Linked DNA regions of Pan troglodytes: region 2 is linked to region 1. Evidence: chromatin contacts called from public Hi-C data. All regions are on one chromosome and are shown on one strand. The core of a region is the stretch at or near the end of the contact, and the rest is flanking DNA. Distances in the headings are between cores, read along the strand shown.

Region 1 (7,402 bases), core at 1,492-3,991:
AAATATTTGCATCCTTTCCTTTTCCCCTTCGTTAGTCATCAGGGAGAAGATGCCACCATCTCCAAAAAGCATTATCAAATTATGACCAAAGTAGTCACAGAAGTGTCTTAGAAGGCCCAAACTTTTGGAAGACATGTTTCATTTTTCAGTGTGCTTCAGTTCCCGTGCAGGCAGATAAAATACCCACCAGCAATGAATGTGTTTGCTCAAATAGCAAATCACTAGACACTGCTAGTTGCATCAGAGGCCATTAGCTTTTCATTCATTGGCCATATGGCCTTTGACAAGTGTCTTCACACCTCTCTCTCAAGTAGGTGGAGGGGTCCTGACTTGGTGTCTCAGGTCTGTAACCACAGCACTTTGGTAGGCCAAGATGAGTTACCCCCTCTCCACAAAAAATAATAAATAACATAAGCAGAAGGAGGGGAATCCCTAAGTAGGACTGCAGAAGCATTAAATGAGATAATGTACTTTTATTCATGGGAGGTGTTCAATAAATATTATCATCTTTTCCTTTCTAGAGGTGTTTTAGGCAATCACTAACTACCACCTTATCCCTAAGAACTTTTTAAGGACAGTGTCCATTTCTTTCTTTTATTCAACACATTTATTGATTACTAAATATGTGAGGGGACCTGCTTTGGACATGAACAGTAATAAACTCCCTGTTCTAAACAGTTTCATAATTTAGACCAAAGATAAACTATCAGCCTGGGATTGCACCTGGCCTATTACTTGTTTTGTTTGGCTAGCACTTTGAATCAATTTTAAAATTGAAATAGCCCACAATGTCCAGATTTCTGGCTCCTTTTAGGGACCAAAATACTTGACAACACTGGGCCCAATTCCAGCTGAAGAGCAACTGACTAGCGCTGAGCAGCCCTGACGGTTTCAGCCAGGTCTGTTCTATCCAAGCGGAGTTCCCCCACCAGACCTTATGGTCTCTAATTGAAACACTTTCAGTTGCCATTTATCATAGCATTTGCTCTTTTGTTTTAAAATATTTCTCTATAATCAGGCTTCTATCGAAAGCGGGAAAACTACAGGGCGACTTGGGACTGCATGCTTGACGGGAAAAAAAAGCAGCATTAATTCTCAGTGGGAGGCTGGACGCGGTGGCTCATGCCTGTAATCTCAGCACTTTGCAAGGCCGAGGGAGAATCACTTGAGCCCTGGAGTTCGAGACCAGCCTGGGCAACATGGTGAAACCCTGTCTCTACGAAAAATACAAAAAATTAGCTGGGTGTGATGGAACGCACCTGTAGCCCCAGCTATTTGGGGCTGAGGTGGGAGGACCACCTGAGCCAGGGAGGTCGAGGCTACAGTGAGCCGAGACCGTGCCGCTGCACTCCAGCCTGGGGGACGGAGTGAGACCCTGTCAAGAAATTTTAAAAATTAAAAAAATAAATAAAATCAGTGGGAGTGAGAATTTCTACGAACTTAATATAAAAATAACTTAAAAACAACTTAAAACGCCATTGCGCCGGGCGCGGTGACTCGCGCCTGTAATCCCTGCACTTTGGGAGGCCGAGGCGGGCGGATCACGAGGTCAGGAGATCGAGACCATCTTGGCTAACACGGTGAAACCCTGTCTCCACTAAAAATAGAAAAAAATTAGCCGGGCATGGTGGCGGGCGTCTGTAGTCCCAGCTACTCGGGAGGCTGAGGTAGGAGAATGGCGTGAACCCAGGAGGCGGAGCTTGCAGTGAGCCGAAATCGGCGCCACTGCACTCCAACCTGGGCGACAGAGTGAGACTGTCTCAAAAAAAAAAAAAAAAAAACCCAAAAAAAAACGCCATTGCAAAACCTTGAGAATGGTTTTAACTGGAAAAGATGTATGATGAACAATTTAACTGAAAAATAAATACAATTTTAACACGGTTTGTTTTTGAAAGCGAATGTGACGTTGCATTCTTCATACAATGAAAAGGCTGCTTCTCGCCCTTTCGTTACCTGCCCAGTCCGAATTGACTCCTGAGACCTAATCAGGCGCATCTCTATATGGCCAGCATTATCCCTGGGCTGCCTAAATAGTTCGCGTTAAAAACAAACAACAACAATAAAATCTAAATAACACTCAGTCTTAGTACCATTATTACAAAAGCGTGAGGAGCGAAAAGATTAAAGATGAACATCAACTTCGGTAGAGATGGAAAAAGACTGCCCGCTCCATTCCAGGAAAGAAAAAAGAAAATGGGAGAATCTGATCACGACGGGCTGAGGTCCTGTGAGAGCAAAGCAGATTCCAAACCGCTTAGGGTTGCTAAATCAAGTGGTAAAACGTGGCCCCTTGCTGCGCGGTGAGATTAACGGACCCGGCAGGCCCAGAGCCTGCCTCGGGTCCTAAAGGGACCCGCCCCGCCGAGTCAGCCACGCCTTCGTCTCCCACACGCTGCGCCCGGCCGCGCCGTCACCCAGCAGCGGCGCAGGGCACCATGGGAAACGGACGGAAGCTCCATTGAGCCAAATAAGTTGGTGAGAAGGTTCCCGACGCGGCGATGGCGAGAAGCAGAGAAATGGACCTGGGGAGGGGCGTGCGGGGTGCGGTAGGGTTGGATGGAAGCCTTGGCGGGCCAAAACCACTGCGGCTTCAAAATCCGGATGCGCCGGTATTTGAGGCGGAGGCGGGGCACCAAGGAGAAGGGAGGCTATGGCGCTCAGAGCACTGTGGGACACTGTAGGCCACGTGGGGCGGGACGGAAGCCTCGGAGGGTCAGACCGTAGCGACGCGGGAAGTCCGGACGCAGTAGCTCCCTGAAGCGGAGGCGAAGGGGAGTTTAAGCCCCAGCGGCGGCAATGGCGGAGAGGCCCGAGGACCTAAACCTGCCCAATGCCGTGATCACCAGGATCATCAAGGAGGCGGTGAGCAGCTCGGGGGGGGCGGACGAACGGGCAGGAGGGAAGCAGGTGCTGGAACGGCAGCTTTGCTCACCCCCGGTCTCCTCGCAGCTCCCGGACGGTGTCAACATCTCCAAGGAGGCCCGGAGCGCCATCTCCCGCGCCGCCAGCGTCTTCGTGCTGTACGCCACATCCTGGTGAGCGGGACAGAGGCATAAGGGAGGCGCGGGGATACTTGGCTGGGAGTTGCTGGCCGGGAGCCTACAAACCCCAACGATTGTGCCCTCCCTCGGTGGGGACATGTTCACAGTCCTCTGCCAGTTTTTACAAGTTCTGAAGCAAAATAACACAACAAAATCACTTTGCTTTAGCTTTTTCGTGCAGAGAAGGAAAGGACTTATCCCTGTCACACCAAAATCCATACATGTAAGAGGCAGGCTTTCCCGTTCCACCTCTGGGTGCTCCTTTTCCCACTCACGCCTTACAAACAAGAGGGAGTCTGACAGCCTTTCTCTTCTCTCAGTGCTAACAACTTTGCAATGAAAGGAAAGCGGAAGACGCTGAATGCCAGTGATGTGCTCTCAGCCATGGAAGAGATGGAGTTCCAGCGGTTCGTTACCCCATTGAAAGAAGCTCTGGAAGGTAACGAGCCTCTTGTCTTCTAAACCACATAGAAGATGGTCATCCTGTATGACCTGTTCACCAGGCCCTGAGCCTTTCTCAGCGCGGGTCCCTTTAAGTCCAGTAAGCCAGCACTTGATGTGACTCGACCCAGTTCGGTGGGCACCACCTCAGATCTGTTTTGTGATGCTGAGCAAGTTATTTTTCCTTCTCTGCCTCCGTTTTTGTTTTTGTCTTGCTTTTCTTGTTTTTTTTTTTTTTTTTTTTTTTTGAGACGGAGTCTTGCTCTGTCACCCAAGCTGGAGTGCAGTGGTGGGATCTTAGCTCACCGCAGTCTCCTCCTCCTGGGTTCAAGCAATTTTCCTGCCTCAGCCACCCGAGTAGCTGGGACTACAGGCGCACGCCACCACGTAGGGCTCATTTTTTATTTTTGTAGAGACGGGGTTTCACCATATTGGCCAGGCTGGTCTTGAACTCCTGACCTCAGGTGATCCGCCCGTCTCAGCCTCCCAAAGTGCTGGGATTACAGGCGTGAGCCACCGCGCCCATCTGCCTCCGTTTTTCCAATTGTACAATGTAATTAGCTCCTGCAGTCTGTCTGGCTCACTTTCAGCTGTCTCCTAACCCCTTGTTTCCTCCTTACAGCATATAGGCGGGAGCAGAAAGGCAAGAAGGAGGCCTCAGAGCAAAAGAAGAAGGACAAAGACAAAAAAACAGACTCGGAAGAGCAAGACAAGAGCAGGGATGAGGACAATGATGAAGACGAAGAAAGGCTGGAAGAAGAAGAACAGAATGAAGAGGAAGAAGTAGACAACTGAAAAGGGCGGGAGACTGTGTCATCTTGGAAGGTACCACTTGAAATGAGACGTGCTACGTGTTTCTGTGAAGCTTTTCCATGCTGGGCAGAGTAGTCTCAGGCAAAAGTGCCTGAAAAGATCAGAATAAAAACTGACTAGAAATACCATCAAAACCAGCACTTACCAAACTCAGAGCATCTGAGTAGCAGAATCCTGTTTTGCTTCATCAATCTGAAGGTTATGGCCTTTTGACAAGAGGGATTCTGAACGACTAAATTAGTCAGTTTGCTCGCTTTTGTTTACTTAAAATATATGGTTAGATGGTTTTTGATCTGCAGTCTTCCCTAGACCCCTAAATAAGTAATAATAACTTCCATGCTGCCTGCTGTGTTCCAGATCACAGAGGCAGCCAAGGCTCAGGAAAAACTGGGGCTTTGCTTATGGTCAGCCTATGTTTGATTGCACAGTCTTTGACAATAGTAGCTTACTAAGACTGCTCAGAATGAGTAAGCTTTAGGAAACTACTAAAATGCTGTGGGAGAATAACAAAATCTGTTCTCTCTCTTCACTTGACAGAAGCATTAACTGAATTTTGTTTTTCATAGACCCACTCGGCCCAAAACCTTTCTGTATTGCCTGTAGATGATCGGCCTGCTGGTGTGGTAGTAATCTGATCACAGATATTCTTAAATCAGCAGTGTGGAATGGTATTAGTCAAACATGGTGCCAGTGTCTTTTACAAAAACAGATGGCATAGTGTCAGATGTACCTTACTCTCTGCTACTGTACAGCTTTAGGATTTGTCATCACCTCCTGGAAGGTGTAAAACCCCAGGCTTCCTCTTCTTGTAGTCCATCTCCCAGACTTGTGACTATGGCTTTTCATTCTTCAATTCATGATGAGTGCCAAACTTGATTTTCTCTAGGCACAGCTTTCTCCCTCTGTGCCTCGTACTTCCTTTCTCTCTCCTGTGCTCCCCATCCCACTTTCTCATCTGCCTCCTTTTCTCACTTCTGTTAGTCTGTAAGCTTTGATAACCTGCTTAATACTCCAAAGTGTGAGTTCCTCTGATCTCTTGATTCCTTAGTTCTAATCTCACATTTTGTTTTTAAGAGATGGAATCTCTCACTCTGTGGCCCAGGCTGGAGTGCAGTGGCATGATCATAGCTCATTGCATCCTTGAAATCCTGGGCTCAGGTGATCCTCCCGCCTGAGCCTCCTGAGTATCTGGGACTACAGATGCGTGCCACCAAGCCTGGCTAATTTTGTCTCATGTCTTCTAAAAATTATTTTGTGAAGCCCCTTCACAAAAAACCTTAAGGGAAATCTGATGGTGCTCAGGAATCTAACTCTCCCCAAACCATCCTCTTTAACTGCTTCTAAAATATCTCTGTTGGCCTTTCTTAGCCTTTTTCTGTTTCCATTCAGTGCTCCAAGCGCTTTTTGTTTCTGAGTTGAGTGCTTGGGGTTTGACAGGTAGTGACGTGTAGTTTGACACTGTTAACTTGTTAAATACAGTGAAAAGTTTGTGAGTGAAGAATGCTGAGAAGATTGTAATGCTTTGTACAAATAAAAGTCTTGTTAAAAAATGATGCCTCCTCTTTCATGCTGCTTGTTCACAGTGTGTTTTTGGAGAGAGCCCCTGATGATACTCTCCATGCAGTTTTTGGCGTGTGGACTTGGCCAGACCTTTGTAAACATGAGATACTGCATCGCCTTGGATGACCAGCAGGTGCTGCTCATTCACAGGCAAGGGCTCTGAACTACTGCAAGAGCATTTGTTTTGTTTTGTTTTGTTTTTTTGAGACAGAGTCTCAATCTGTCGCCCAGGCTGGAGTGCAGTGGCATGATCTCGGCTCACTGCAACCTCCGCCTCCCAGGTTCAAGCAATTCTCCTGCCTCAGCCTCCCAGGTAGCTGGGATTACAGGCGCCCACCACCATGCCCAGCTAATTTTTATATTTTTAGTGGAGACAGGGTTTCACCATGTTGGCTAGGCTAGTCTGAAACTCCTGACCTCAGGTGATCCACCCACCTCAGCCTCCCAAAGTGCTGGGATTAGAGGCGTGAGCCAACACACCTGCTGAAAGAGCTTTTTTTTTTTTTTTTTTTTTTTTTGTAGACGGAGCCTCACTCTGTCTCCCAGGCTGGAGTGCAGTGGCATGATCACGGCTCACTGCAAGCTCTGCCTCCAGGGTTCACGCCATTCTCCTGCCTCAGCCTCCCTAGTAGCTGGGACTACAGGCACTCGCCACCATGCCTGGCTAATTTTGTTTTTGTATTTTTAGTAGAGATGGGGTTTCACTGTGTTAGCCAGGATGGTTTCGATCTCCTGACCTCATGATTCGCCTGCCTCAGCCTCCGAAAGTGCTGGGATTACAGGGGTGTGGCCGGTGCAAGAGCTTTTCATGGATGTACTGGGCACCCTTATACATACTAGATTCTCAGCAGCTTCATTTATTGAGCCCCCTACTGTGTCTGGCACTAACTGCTTTCAAGTATTAACCGTTTTTTATTTTTTTTTATTTATTTATTTATTTTTTGAGACAGAGTCTCACTCTGTCACCAGGCTGGAGTGCAGTGGCACAATCTCGGCTCTCTACAACCTCCACCTCCCTGGTTCAAGTGATTCTCCTGCCTCAGCCTCCCAAGTAGCTGGGTCTACAGCTGCGCACGCCACCACACCCAGCTAATTTTTGTATTTTTAGTAGAGATGGGGTTTCACTATGTTGACCAGGATGGTCTCAATCTCTTGATCTCGTGATACACCCGCCTCAGGCTCCCAAAGTGCTGGGATTACAGGTGTGAGCCACCACGCCCGGCCTTAATTTTTTTTTTTTTTTTAATTTGAGACAGGGTCTATCTGTGTTACCCAGGCCAGTCTCCAACTCCTGGGCTCAAGCAATCCTCCTGCCTTGGCCTCCCAAAATACTGGGATTACAGGCATAAGCCACCACACCGAGCCCTAAGTATTAACTCTTAAACCCTATGAAACAGCACTGCTGTTACCTTTTTTATCTCTTTACCACAATGCTATATCACCTATCTAATCTACATAGCTTTTTCTTTTTTATTTTGAGACAGAGCCTCGCTCTGTCACCCAGGCTGGAGTACAGTGGTGCGATCTTGTCTCACTGCAGCCTCTGC
Region 2 (7,215 bases), core at 2,307-4,806, 70 kb after region 1:
AAGCCTCCCAATGACAGAGTGCTCTCTGCTCAGGCCAGACTAAACTAGATGAGAACAGCTCTCTTCTCCAGAGGGCTCTTCAGACCAGCCCACGTCATAGGAGGGGTGTTATCAGTCTGGGCAAGTCCAGGAGAGAACAACCAACTCAGGCCATAAAGAGCCAAAAACTAGGATTATATTTAAATAAGGCAGAGCCACAGGCTGCTGTGGTTTGAACATGTCCCCCAAAGTTCATGTGCTGGAAACTGAATTCCCCTTGTAACAGTGTTGAGAGATGGGACCTTTAAGAGGTGATTAGATCATGAGGGCTCTGATCTCGTACACGGATTAATGATGTTATTGTGGGAGTGGGTTCGTGATAGAAGGATAGGTTTGTCCCCTTCCCTCACTACTCCTGCATTCTCACCATGTGATGTCTTCCACCATGTCATAATGCAGCAAGAAGGCTCTCACCAGATGCAGCCTCTCGATCTTGGACTTCCCAGTCTCCAGAACCATGAGCCAAATACATTTCTGTTCATAATAAATTACCCAGTCTGTAGTATTCTGTTACAGCAGCACAAAATGGACTAAGACAAAGGCACTGGTAGTGTAAAGTTGAGGGGATGTGAAGTGAGGAGCCAGGAGAGGTCGATATGAAATTATGTTGCTTATACCCATAGCCTTCTATCATGTCCTAACGGTCTGTCATGACTGTCTTTCCCTTGTAATCTTTGTTCAAAAATATTCAATGGCCATCTACTCTGTGCTAGCCCTACACTGTTCAATACCATAGCCACTAGGCCCATGTGGCTATTTAAATTTAAATTAATTAAAATAAATAACATGTAAAATTCAGTTCTTCAGTTGCACTAGCTACATTTCAAGTGCTCAATAGCTAGTAGGGCTAGTGGCTGACGTATTAGACAATGCAGGTATAGAACATTTCCATAATTGTTGAAAGTTCTGTTGCAGTGCTGTGCCAGACCCTGGGTTAGACACCAACAATACAAGTGTAAATGAGACTCAGTCACTGCCTCTGTTGCTTGCAGTTGAGTGAGAGAGAGAAGTAAATGAAAAGTTATACTATGTGGTGTATAGTGTGGGGGCTTTGGAAGCACAGAAGAAGAATAGTTAACCCAGCCTGGAGAAGGGGAGGAATGGTTAGGGAAGACTTGGGGGCAGAAAGGGAGATGGCCTCTAAGCTGAGGATAAAGTCATATGCTGCATAATAACATTTTGATCAATGATGGACTGCATGTACCTGGTGGTCCCATAAGATTATAACACTGAGGCGGGCGCAGTGGCTCACACCTGTAATCCCAGCACTTTGGGAGGCTGAGGCGGGCGGATCATGAGGTCAGGAGTTCAAGACCAGCCTGACCAACATGGTGAAACCCCGTCTCTACTAAAAATACAAGAATCAGCCGGGACGTGGGGGCACGCACCTGTAATCCCAGCTACTTAGGAGGCTGAGGCAGGAGAATCACTTGAACCAAGGAGGCGGAGGTTGCAGTGAGCCGAGATCGCCCCACTGCACTCCAGCATGGGCAACAGTCACTCACATGGCTGGCATTTGGTGCTAGCTATTGGATGGGCCATGTCTCTGAAACAGACTAGCCTGGTCCTCTTCCCATGCTGGCAGTGTGCCAAGAGGATGGGAGCAGAAACTGCAAGGCCTTTTGAAGCTTAAACTCAGAAGTCCCACGATGTCACTCCTGCTGCATTCTATTGGTCAAAACAAGTTACAAAGCCAGCCTTGATGGGAAGAGCTACAAAGAAGTTGTGGTCATTTTTAATCTATCACACCCTGATGTTGGCCTGAATCCAGGTGGTAGGTAGAGAGAAGATTTTTATTTTTATAATGTTTGGGAGGCAGAATTGAGAAGTCTCAGGGATTGTTCTTGAACGAGGAAGCAAGGGTAAAGTTACAAATGACTCCTAGAACCTTGGCTTGGGTGATTGGTGAATGGTAGTGCCCAGCACTTACAGGGAAAAGATGGGGAACAGGTTTGAGGGGAAGATGATGTTTCCAGTATGAGTCATGTCAAGAATGAGGTGTCTTTTAAACTGCCAGTTGCAGATGAGCGGGTGGCAGGTGGATATACAGGTCCAGCTCAGGGAGAGGCCTGGCTACAGGTACCAGTTTGGGAGTCTTTCGTGCCTGAAGCCTAAAGCCTCTCTCTCAGAGGGAAAAACATCCCCAGAGCAGGAACATCTTGGGTGCAGAGATCTAGTAACTCACCTCTGTAGCTGCACTGAGCCTAGCCCAGTGTCCCAGGACAAAGCTGTAAGTCTATCCTGGTTGTGGCTTGCCAGGCTGTTGTGGGGGAAAGGGATTAGTCTGTAAGGAGAGCCATTGGCTCTGAACGAAGATCAGAGTTTCAAGTGGCATACGGGTAGATACTTTCTCCTGCCAGAAGGAAATCTCCCAACAATAGGTCACTAGCTTAGAAAGTAATGAGTCCATCATTACAGAGCGAGCATCAACTAGGGCTACAGATACCTCATCAGGGATGCCATGGAGGGGATCCCTTCCCTGGATTGGAAAACAGACCCAATAGCCAGTATGTGGAGGCAAACTTCTCTCACCATTCCCACCCCCTCAAAGGCACGCAATTTTCAGAAACTCCACAAATCTTCGTTGAACGCTGTTTTGCCAGATCAACACTGCAGAGGCACCTACTAGGGTTCAAAATAAATGTTGGGGCCGGGCGCGGAGGCTCATGCCTGTAATCCCAGCACTTTTGGAGGCTGTGGCAGGTGGATCACCTGAGGTCAGGAGTTCGAGACCAGCCTGGCCAACATGATGAAACCCCATCTCTACTAAAAATACAAGAATTAGCCAGGCATGGAGGCGCGCACTTGTAGTCCCAGCTGCTTGGGAGGCTGAGGCAGGAGAATCGCTTGAACCTGGGAGGCAGAGGTTGCAGTGAGCCGAGATCGCGCGACTGCACTTCAGCCTGGACGACAGAGCAAGACTCCGTCTTAAAAATAAATAAATAAATGTTGGCTAGGATCCCTGCCATTCATTCATTCAACAAACATTCAACAAGCCCCTACTATATACCAAGCCCCATACTGTGCACCAGGAATACGGAGATGAATAGACTCTAGTCTGGTAGCAATGCGACCGCAGCTGTAAAAACTGTGTTTCTACAACTGTCTTCCCATTTGGATCTCAAGAAGGTACTGAGGGGTCTCTTCTTGCTATGGTACTAGGCTGTAATGGTTCAATGAAAAAAAAAAACCGAAAGGAATAGAGGAGTGGGGAGCTGGGGGAGTGTCCAAAGGAGGAATTTCTAGTCGAAATCAGGGAAACTCCAAAGAAATACGGCAACACGTATATCTGAGCGACCAATAATTTAAAAGATGACCTTTATTAAGTGCTTTCTCCATAGCTATTACAAAGGTACCCGTTTTCCTTGGATTGTCTAGATTCTTCTGGCAGCGGAGTCCTGGGCACAAGCGTCCTCTCCTCTGGACCTGATCACGAAGAGAGTAGCGCCGGGCGCTCAGTTCCCGTCCCAGCTTTAGGCGAACGGAACTGCGGTTCGGCGGCCTGCGAGGGTGCCCGGAGGCTTTTCTCCAGCACTCCCGCCCTAGCAACGTGCGCCTGCTGCTAGGGGCGGAGGCGCGGGAGGGCTCGGAGGCTGCTCACACCCCCAGGCTCCGCGTTCCCGCCGGCCCCAGCTCCAGCCCCGCAGCCCACCGGTGGGTACTGAGCCTGAGGTGGGAGAAAGGGGCGTAGCGGCAGACTAGGAGCGGGCAACCCTCGCCCTTTGGTCGAAGCGGAGAGCGGTTATGAGGGCCAACCTTGGGCTGGGTGGCGCTAGGTTCCCATCTTCGGGGACTCTTCTCCCCGCTTTCCACATACACATAAAAAATAAGCTTTAGGCCGGGCGCGGTGGCTCACGCCTGGAATCCTAGCACTGTGGGAGGCCGAGGCGGGTGGATTGCCTGAGCTCAGGAGTTCGAGACCATCCTGGGCAACACAGTGAAACCCTGTCTCTACTAAAATACAAAAAATTAGCCGGGAGTGGTGCCGTGCGCCTGTAGTCCCAGCTACTTGGGAAGCTGAAGCAGGAGAACTGCTAGAACCCGGTAGGCGGAGGTTGCAGTGAGCCGAGATCGCGCCACTGCACTCCAGCCTGGGTGACAGAGCGAGACTCGAGACTCCGTCTCTTGAAAACAAAAACAAAAACAAATTAAGCTTTAGTTGTTCATATAATGGGCAGGGAGAGGAGCATTTGCCATCTGAAGCGACAGAAAGGAAAAACTGCACACAAGTCGTCCCCAAAATTTGAGGCAACCGTGAGAGTGGTGGCCTAGAACTGGCTCCCTGTGTGACTCTAGGCAAGACCCTCTTATTCCCTGGGCCTCGGTTTCCCCTATCTGTACCATTAGAGGGTCGAACCAGACCAGCTTCCAGGTGTTTCTACTCATACTTTTCTTTCTTTGAGCATTGTTTTGGCGACTAAAGATGCCTTGGTCTCCCAGAGTGTAAGACAGAAGTGTGCAGAGGGAGATTTGGGGAGACGGAGGGAGATAAGATATCAGCATTTGCATTAACGGGACCAGGGAAATAAGGTCCAGTCCACCCGGCTCTGCCCCTGTGACCTTCAGCAAGTCACAGCCCTCTGAGTCCCAGTTTGTTCATGGAATAGAACAGTTGGATAGGTACTGGTGTATATCAAGGAATATTGCACTGGAGAGTTAAAAGAGAATTCTCTGCTTTCTGTTTAGGGTGGTTTAGAGTGACTACTGGATATCCCAAGGCCTTTGGAAAGCAGATTGGAATAGAAAGAAGTGATGGGATTCAGACTGAGACCTGGTTCCAACTGGAACCAACAGGGACATCCAGAGCCATAACTGAATCTGTAGATTTTCCCATGTCCTCTCCAGCCTTTCTGGGTCTGGAGCCTGGGATGAAACAGGGTGACTGCTCTCTAAGGGATATGTTCTTGGGCAGGTTAAAAGGGCGCTTATGTTGTTGGGTCCCTAAAAAGTGTACCACTGGGCCGGGCACGGTGGCTCACACCTGTAATCCCAGCATTTTGGGAGGCCAAGCCGGGCGGATCAACTGAGATCGGGAGTTTGAGACCAGCCTGACTAATATGGAGAAATCCTGTCTCTACTAAAAACACAAAATTAGCTGGGCGTGGTGGCAGGCGCCTGTAATCCCAGCTACTCAGGAAGCTGAGGCTGGAGAATTGCTTGAACCTGGGAGGTGGAGGTTGTGGTGAGCTGAGATGGTGCCATTGCACTCCAGCCTGGGCAACAAGAGAGAAACTCCATCTCAGAAAAAAAAAAAAAAAAACAAAAAAAATAGCGTACCACCAAGCCGACTCTTCATCTTAGTATTCCATTCACTCATTCAACAGGTATTTATTTGCCTTGCATTCATTCTCCTAGGCTAAGGTCAAATCATAGATACAAAAATGAACCAGAAATTATACCTCCTCTCAAGTATATTACATGTTCCTAATAAAAATAGTGGAAGATAACTTAGTAGTACTTTTATTTCTTAGTCTACTCATGATAAATTACAACAACGTAGATATAACCCAAATTCATATACTTTGTTCTTGAGACTTTTTAATTGCCTTGCTGTGTAACATAATGAATTCTTGGCTTTATTGGGTCCAATCACTCTGATCAGAGGCCATAATTTGCTTCAGCTTTAATATCCTCTAGATTCATATATCCGTTTGTATGTGTTCTCTGTGTATATTTGTGCATTAATATTTGTGCATTATGAACAGTATTAACAAGGGTGAAAATGCTGCTTCCAGGATGATCACTGTTAATCTTGCAATCATGCTAGTAACCATAATTTATTGTTAACAACTTGCCAGATTGAACCAAAAGCTTTATATGCACCAGCTTTTGTAGAGATGCAGTATAATATGCTGGTCAAGAACAGGGCCTCTGGAGTTGGACTGCCTGGATTCAAGTTTCAGCTCTGCCACTTATTTGCAGTATAAACTTGAGCAAACTATTTGATATCTCTGTGCCTCACTTTTCACATCTGCAAAATGGCCATACAGGTTGAGTATCCCTTATCTGAAATGTTTGGGACCAGAAGTGTTTCAAATTTCAGATTTTAGAATATTTGCATTATATACTTAAGGGTTGAGCATCCCTAATGGAAAACCTGAAATCCAAAATGCTCCAATGTGGCTGGGCACGGTGGCTCATGCCTGTAATCCTAGCACTTTGGGAAGCCTAGGTGGACAGATCACTTGAAGTCAGGAGTTTGAGACCAGCCTGGCCAACATGGTGAAACCCCGTCTCTACTAAAAATACAAAACTTAGCTGGGCATGGTGGCACACACCTGTAATCGCAGCTACTCAGGAGGCTGAGGCAGGAGAATTGCTTGAACCTGGGAGGTGGAGGTTGCAGTGAGCCCAGGTTGCGCCACTGCACTCCACTCTGGGCAATATAGTAAGATTCTGTCTAAAAAAAAAAAAAAAAAAAATCCAAAATGCTCCAATGAATATTTCCTTCGAATGTCATGTCAGTGCTCAAAAAGTTTTAGATTTTGGATCATTTTGGATTTTGGATTTTTGGATTAGATGCTCAACCTGTAGTAACAGTATCTCAGAGGCTTGTGGAATAGATAAAATGAGTTAATAAATATAAAACATAGAGCAGTTCCTGGTACCTTTTAAGTGCTATTTTTAATCTTCACAGAAGTCAATGATAGAGTTATTATCCTATTTTACACATAGGAAAGTGAGACTTAGAGAGGTTCAGCAACTTGCCCAAGGCCACAGTTGAGCTATAATTCACAACTAGTCCTATCTAATGCAGACACTAATGCATTTAATGAAATGTTGTTCTGACTATTCTGTGCTGCCCTTAATTCTCAGAATAAGCTGCACTGTCAATCAATATTTAGAATTTAATTGAATTCTTAAAATTGAGTTATTAAAATGCAATAAAGCTGTTTATTCTTTGTAGACATTTATAATGGAAATTCTGGACTAGAAGTCAAGAGATTTACTTAGTTATAATTTTGAGCAAATAATATTTCTATCCTTATTCTGCAGATCTTTCAATAAATGGTCTTAGTTATAATTTTGAGCAAATAATATTTCTACCCTTACTCCGCAGATCTTGAAATAAATAAATGGTTTATATATGGTGATTTTGAAAAGCTCTCTCATCTCAAATTCTAGGAGAATTATTTAGAACAGGAGAAATTGCCTTTTTCCCAAAAGCAGTAAACT

The links. Hi-C and Micro-C count contacts between places; a contact is called where the count stands out from the background.
Region 2: a contact with region 1 is called in a Hi-C map of stem cell-derived neural progenitor cells, with 1.8 times the contacts expected there. The contact joins the promoter of WDR31 here to the promoter of POLE3 in region 1. A contact is called at or near these places in 1 of 7 Hi-C or Micro-C datasets (stem cell-derived neural progenitor cells) and 1 of 1 datasets of contacts at active chromatin or transcription factors (stem cell-derived excitatory neurons).

The regions. Positions count from the first base shown.
Region 1 is chr11:25,028,997-25,036,398 of NHGRI_mPanTro3-v2.0_pri, forward strand. POLE3 (DNA polymerase epsilon 3, accessory subunit) reads left to right here and starts at 2,742. Exons shown (of 4, transcript NM_001246516.1): 1 at 2,742-2,862; 2 at 2,950-3,035; 3 at 3,362-3,480; 4 at 4,105-5,845. The coding sequence starts at 2,797. The coding sequence ends at 4,277. C9H9orf43 (chromosome 9 C9orf43 homolog) reads right to left here and starts at 2,432. Exons shown (of 14, transcript XM_054658978.1): 1 at 2,091-2,432.
Region 2 is chr11:25,098,511-25,105,725 of NHGRI_mPanTro3-v2.0_pri, forward strand. WDR31 (WD repeat domain 31) reads left to right here and starts at 3,557. Exons shown (of 10, transcript XM_063787590.1): 1 at 3,557-3,693.